Regions from separate parts of the Arabidopsis thaliana genome. Here region 1 is linked to region 2. Evidence: chromatin contacts called from public capture Hi-C data. All regions are on one chromosome and are shown on one strand. The core of a region is the stretch at or near the end of the contact, and the rest is flanking DNA. Distances in the headings are between cores, read along the strand shown. Region 1 holds the start of WRKY21 (WRKY DNA-binding protein 21). Region 2 holds the start of AT2G30480.

What was found. Capture Hi-C pulls out chosen DNA fragments and counts their contacts.
Region 1: a contact with region 2 is called in a capture Hi-C map of seedling, with 1.6 times the contacts expected there. The contact joins the promoter of WRKY21 here to the promoter of AT2G30480 in region 2. A contact is called at or near these places in 1 of 26 Hi-C or Micro-C datasets (callus), 1 of 2 datasets of contacts at active chromatin or transcription factors (shoot) and 1 of 3 other capture datasets (seedling).

Annotation. Positions count from the first base shown.
Region 1 is chr2:13,032,076-13,035,269 of TAIR10.1, forward strand. It overlaps WRKY21 (WRKY DNA-binding protein 21), which reads left to right and starts at 1,343. Exons shown (of 3, transcript NM_128611.3): 1 at 1,343-2,687; 2 at 2,768-2,893; 3 at 3,084-3,194. The coding sequence starts at 1,816.
Region 2 is chr2:12,992,099-12,995,158 of TAIR10.1, forward strand. It overlaps AT2G30480, which reads right to left and starts at 1,310. Exons shown (of 21, transcript NM_001336267.1): 1 at 1,063-1,310; 2 at 791-872; 3 at 607-629; 4 at 325-509; 5 at 127-183; 6 at 16-58. The coding sequence starts at 832. C4H (cinnamate-4-hydroxylase) reads right to left here. Exons shown (of 3, transcript NM_128601.3): 1 at 2,801-3,060; 2 at 2,582-2,715; 3 at 1,527-2,361. The coding sequence ends at 1,763.

The sequences.
Region 1 (3,194 bases), core at 93-2,592, 40 kb after region 2:
CATAAAAAGCACACGTGAATTAGTTTCGACATAGTTATATAGTTCTCCTAATATACGTTATTTGAACAAGAATACTTGACTAGTTGATGTAACGATGTTTTCTTAACGTTTCAAAAGTAACGTACGATTCTTCCATAACCAAATGTCTTGTATATAATGGTAGAATATATATTTTGTTTTGTCGCCTAATGATTATGATGTGCGTTACTTTAATTTAGAAAGCGGACTATTTAAAAACTGCTATATTGAAACCGCAAGAGAAAGCAATAGTAAGGTATTAATATGGTTTTACTTCAGCCAGATTTAAACCACCAACAATACTTTAAACCATTGGTCGATCTTTCACCACAAAAACCACACGTGAATTAGATTCGGTGTGGCTAGTTCCCTAAACATACGTTACTAGAACAAGCGCACTTGACTAGTTGGCGTGACGATGTCTTTCTTACTAATTTAAAAGTAACGTATGATTCGTCCATTACCAATTGTCATATACCTAATATAAAATATAAATTCGTTTGTCGCTTAATAATGATAACATGCGTTACTTTATGTTAAAAAGCCAATTTTCGATAGATTTTCTATTAATTGTAACGTTATAATTCATTATACATAACAAAAAAAATCTTCAACAATAATATATTGAAATTTCATAACTAATGGATGCTAAAATGTTAGATTAATAGATAGAGAAAACTTATAATACTCAAAACATTTAACACCAAAATTTCCAATATCTAGTAATGGAAATGTAATGTTTGTTAGTATATAAATTTCTGCATTTAGCAACACTTATGCTTAAAAACACATCATTGATCCGTAGAATAAAAAGACACCTCAAGTGTACTAAGTAACCGTTAGAAACTGCGTAAAAAAGTTTGGTACCACTTTTTCTTTTACTTTTTTTGTTTTGTCAAGTTACTTATCAAAAACTTGGAAATTAACTTTCTCTCTTTTTTTTTAAACTCGTGAATAACAATGAAACATTCGTATATTTTTATATCATAAAAGAAAACAATACGGTATTATATGAACAAAAAAAACTTAAAGATAAAAGAGGTCAACAAAATGTCCGAAGTATGATGATGCTAAGTTTGATTAGTTATCTTTTTTATGTCAGAGAACAATTAAATTTGTTTTATTATTATACTAAAAGAAGAAAAACCTAAACTGCAAAAATAATAATTACGACCCGAGTCTTCGAGTAGGACCCACCTCTGAATCTGTGACAGACGCCGGTTTCGTTCTCTCTCTCTCCTTTTTTTCCTCTCTTTGCTTTTCCAAAAAATAAAGTTGTCTTTTTTTATTTATAATAAAATGATTTGTTGTTTCACAGTGTGTTGTTTGTTTTGGGGTAAAAAAGAAAATCATAAGGATGCTTTCAATATTTGTTTTGTTTTGGTTGAGTGATTGCTGAAGCCAACTTAAAAGAGAGAGAAGAGAAGAGTGACTCTGTGTGTGTGTGCAAGAAAGTCTTCTCTTTCACACCTTTCGTTTTCTCGAACCTCTCCTTTAAAGATGGTGGAGGAATCTTGGGTTTGACAACTCATTAACACTGACCCTCTTTTTAGCTCTACAAGCATCCAAGGAACCCCTCTTACTTTTCCCTCTTCTTCATTCCCTCTCTCTCTATATCTCCCAATTCCTTCTCTTTTTTTAACCTTGATCTTCTTCTTATAAGAGACTCAGAGCTGTTCTTCAAGATGGGATTGTGTAAGCTTGAAACTTGACTATCTGGGTCTCTCCCATTTTCTGTTCTCTTTTGTATTCTGAGTGAAAGTTTTGTTTTCTGGGGGAAAAAATTAGGGTTCTTAGATGGAGGAGATAGAAGGAACAAACAGAGCAGCTGTTGAGAGTTGTCATAGAGTTCTTAATCTTTTACATAGATCACAGCAACAAGATCATGTTGGTTTTGAAAAGAATTTAGTATCTGAAACTAGAGAAGCTGTGATTAGGTTCAAGAGAGTTGGGAGTTTGTTAAGCAGTAGTGTTGGTCATGCTAGGTTTAGAAGAGCTAAGAAACTTCAGAGTCATGTCTCTCAAAGTCTCTTACTTGATCCATGTCAACAAAGGACAACAGAAGTTCCATCATCATCTTCTCAGAAAACACCGGTACTCCGGTCTGGTTTCCAGGAATTGAGCTTGAGACAACCTTCAGATTCACTCACTTTAGGGACTCGCTCTTTTAGTTTAAACTCAAATGCTAAAGCTCCTCTCCTTCAGCTTAATCAGCAGACAATGCCTCCTTCGAATTATCCTACTTTGTTTCCAGTACAACAACAACAACAACAACAACAACAACAACAACAGCAGGAGCAGCAGCAGCAGCAGCAGCAGCAACAGCAACAGTTTCATGAACGGTTACAAGCTCACCATCTTCATCAGCAACAGCAGCTACAGAAACATCAAGCTGAGCTTATGCTTAGGAAATGCAATGGTGGGATAAGTTTGAGTTTCGATAACTCTAGTTGTACTCCAACTATGTCATCCACTAGGTCCTTTGTTTCTTCACTTAGCATAGATGGTAGTGTTGCTAATATAGAGGGAAAGAACTCCTTCCATTTTGGGGTTCCTAGTTCAACTGATCAGAATTCACTACATTCTAAGAGGAAATGCCCCTTGAAAGGAGATGAACATGGAAGCTTAAAATGCGGGAGCTCTAGCCGATGCCACTGCGCTAAGAAGAGGTCAGTTCCATATTTTTGTTTCGTTTTCATAGCCTCTCTTTACTAAGATGGTGTAGTTAATCTGATTGGGAAATTGACAGGAAACATCGGGTTAGGAGATCGATTAGAGTACCGGCTATAAGTAACAAGGTTGCAGATATCCCTCCTGATGATTATTCATGGCGAAAATATGGTCAGAAGCCCATCAAGGGCTCTCCTTATCCCAGGTATACACTTCTTGATCATATTTTGTTATGTTAAGAAGTGATAAAGATTGATGTCACATGCAAAGAACCATCCTTTTAACATTAAGGCTTTTGAGTTTTGATGAGAAAAAAGAGTCTAAAAATGGCTAAGAGATGACACAAGTAAGATGAGTCCTTTTAAGGAAGTGTTGTATTGGATTTTTGTGTGCAGAGGATATTACAAATGTAGTAGCATGAGAGGTTGTCCAGCGAGGAAGCATGTTGAGAGATGTTTGGAAGATCCGGCAATGCTTATTGTTACTTATGAAGCAGAGCATAACCA
Region 2 (3,060 bases), core at 60-2,559:
AGAAAACTGGCTTGCCTCTTAGAGGAAGTAGGTTCTGCTATATGGTTAAATGAACTTCCTGCATTATCACATACAACATGAGCAGAAGAGGACCATATTCATAGATAATGAGTTTGACGACCTTACCTACTCCGGACATGTTGTCCTTAAGGCTGTAAAAATCAGCATCCAGATCTTGCATTCCTTTTTCCGTTAACAAGTGACACAAACAAGAAAAATGCAAAGTGAAATTACATGTCATGGTTCTGAGCGATAAAGCAAATAAATGGTTCATAAACTGACTCCAATTATGACTGCTGGAAGTCATAACAAGCATATACTTACCATTTTCTGGACCAGAAGGTTTGCATTCAGGAGTAGCGGTTGACAAATTCAGCAAATTGAGAATATCCAGAGATTGGTGTTCTCTTAAGTGTTGATTACTATTGTTTATATCATTACTACAGCTCTCAGACCCAACTGTGAACTGATGCTGTTGCTGTCTCCTCTGCTCAAAATATTGTTTTTGCCTTCAGGTGCAACAAAGATGAAATTAAAAGTGTAAGCACAATGGGAAGCATATGCTGACAAACATCTCATAAAGAGAACAAGAAGGAGCTTACACACCTCTTCTTCACTGACGTGTGTGACTGATTACCCCAAAAGGTTCCCAGAAAACAATAACAAGTCAAAATGAAAACAAATTATAAGAAAAATAAGCTATTATCCCAACACCAAGAGGTTTTAGCTTCACCCCATTTATAACGGACCTCTGAATTTGAAATATCACTAAAAGGAAAAAGTCACTCACAGCGGCTACTTTCCGCCTCGATCCTCCCATCCATTGCAGCATTCGTAGAAATTCCGGTTCTTAGAGTTTTCAAATTGTACGACTGCACAAAGATTTCGAAATTAAAATTTCGACGCCACCACGAACAATTCGACCCAACGATTCCATAACTAGGTTGCGATTCACTATCAATTAGTCACTGAGACTGAAAATTTTGAATCCTAATCCTAAATTTCCGATCAGATCTAGAAGAATCTAGGTAAAATTTCTACGAAATCCCTCAAAAAACATACAGATTCGAGAGAGGAGAAAGAGATATATTTAGAAAATTCGAGAAGCTTCGACAGTATCTGAATCGCGTCCCCAAAACGGAGCTCGGAGCATAGAAACGATTACGAGAACTTGATAATTGCTGCTACCGAATGATGAATCCGATGATCTTTGATCAAATTTGCAGCAGGGGAAATCAAAGACAACGAAACGAACGGTCTTTCAAATTTCGAAAATTTCTTGTAAGCATTTGGTGTTTTTTTATTCCCGCTGCGTAATCTCTGCGAGTGATGATATTAAGGAGAAAAATAAATGGGCTTTATAAAGCCCATTATTAGTATCTAAATTGGAGCCTATATTAGCCCATATTACTGGAAATAGTCGAATTTGTAATTAACCTATTTTGGTAATCTTTTAACACCTCCCCAAATTGTGTAATGAGATTTATTTGGTTTGAACAAGATTATTAACGTTAGAACCTAGAAACCTTCAAATTAACAACTATGGTCCAAGTCCAACAATCATGAGATTTTCAAATGATATAAGTATAACATTGATCCATCCAAAACAATGAGCACCACTAATTATTATTGCAATCGTAGAACGAACCATTTAAAGACATTTTACACAAAAACATCTCACAAAAGCAAAACAAGGGAATATTTCAACAGATTTCACAAACATTTATAAAGTCATCTTCATCCTTTTTTTTGTGCAGAAAGTTTAACAGTTCCTTGGTTTCATAACGATTATGGAGTGGTTAAGGATGTGCAAGCTGAATTGTCCACCTTTCTCACTAGTATCCACTTTAGACTGTCCTGGAGGAGGAAGAAGCTCGAAGTTCTGGACCATCCTACCAATGGTGATCCCCAAAATAGGCAATGCCAATATAATCCCGGGACAGCTTCGACGTCCAACACCAAATGGCACATACCTGAAGTCATTACCGTTAGCTTCCACGTGCGATTCTTCTTCAAAGAACCTCTCTGGTCTAAACTCTTCAGGCTTCTTCCAGCTGTTGGGGTTGTTTGCTAGCCACCAAGCATTAACAAGGATTTTGCTTTCTGCTGGGATATCGTAGCCAGCGAGCTTCGCATCATGGAGGTTCATGTGAGGCACGAGGAGAGGAATCGCCATTCTCAGACGAAGAGTCTCCTTAACCACAGCTTGAAGGTATGGAAGTTTGTGAAGATCAGGCTCGGTGACTTGCACACCCGGTCCAAGAACTGTGTCGAGTTCGTTCCTTAGCTTACTCTGGATTTCAGGATGGTTCACTAGCTCTGCAATTCCCCACTCGATAGACCACAATGTTGTCTCAATCGCTGTTTCAGCAGAAATCAAGATATCAGCTTCACAAAACCATATACAATCCAGCCTCTTCAGGGGAGACCAAAAAACCAACCTACATGAGCCTAATTTCCTGTTATGGTTACAATTCCGGATTTCTAGGATTCACTTAAAACACTAATGTCCAATTCCTTATGCAAGCAGAGACGTCTAGAGGATTGATTACGTATCCTACAAGTAAGAAATAGAAGTTACCGGCGACATTGATGTTCTCGACGATGTAAAGAACATTGTCCTCGTTGATTTCTCCCTTCTGCTCAGCTTCAAGGATGTGATCAATGGCACATTTCAATCCTTCACTACCTGTAGGCTTAGAACTCGCAATTTGCCTGTAAGAATGAATCATCAATGTCAATTTCCCAAAATCAAACTCAAAAGATAAAACTAAAAATAGAAACAAAAAAATGAACTCACTTCCTCTCATCAACAAAGTACTTCTTGAAAAGAGCGATTCTTCGATCTTTCACATCTTGACAAATCTTCAAATAGCCTCTGAGGAATGGTCTAAGGATAGGAATGAAATCTCCATAGTTATACTCAAAGCTCTGAGCTAATCGACTTCTCTCACCATTCAAAGCCTTAAGCCTAAGGAAAAGAGGATCATCCTCACTCTCAAATCTTCTATCGAACATGATACGGAACATATTGTTATACATCATCAATTGCAAACGTTT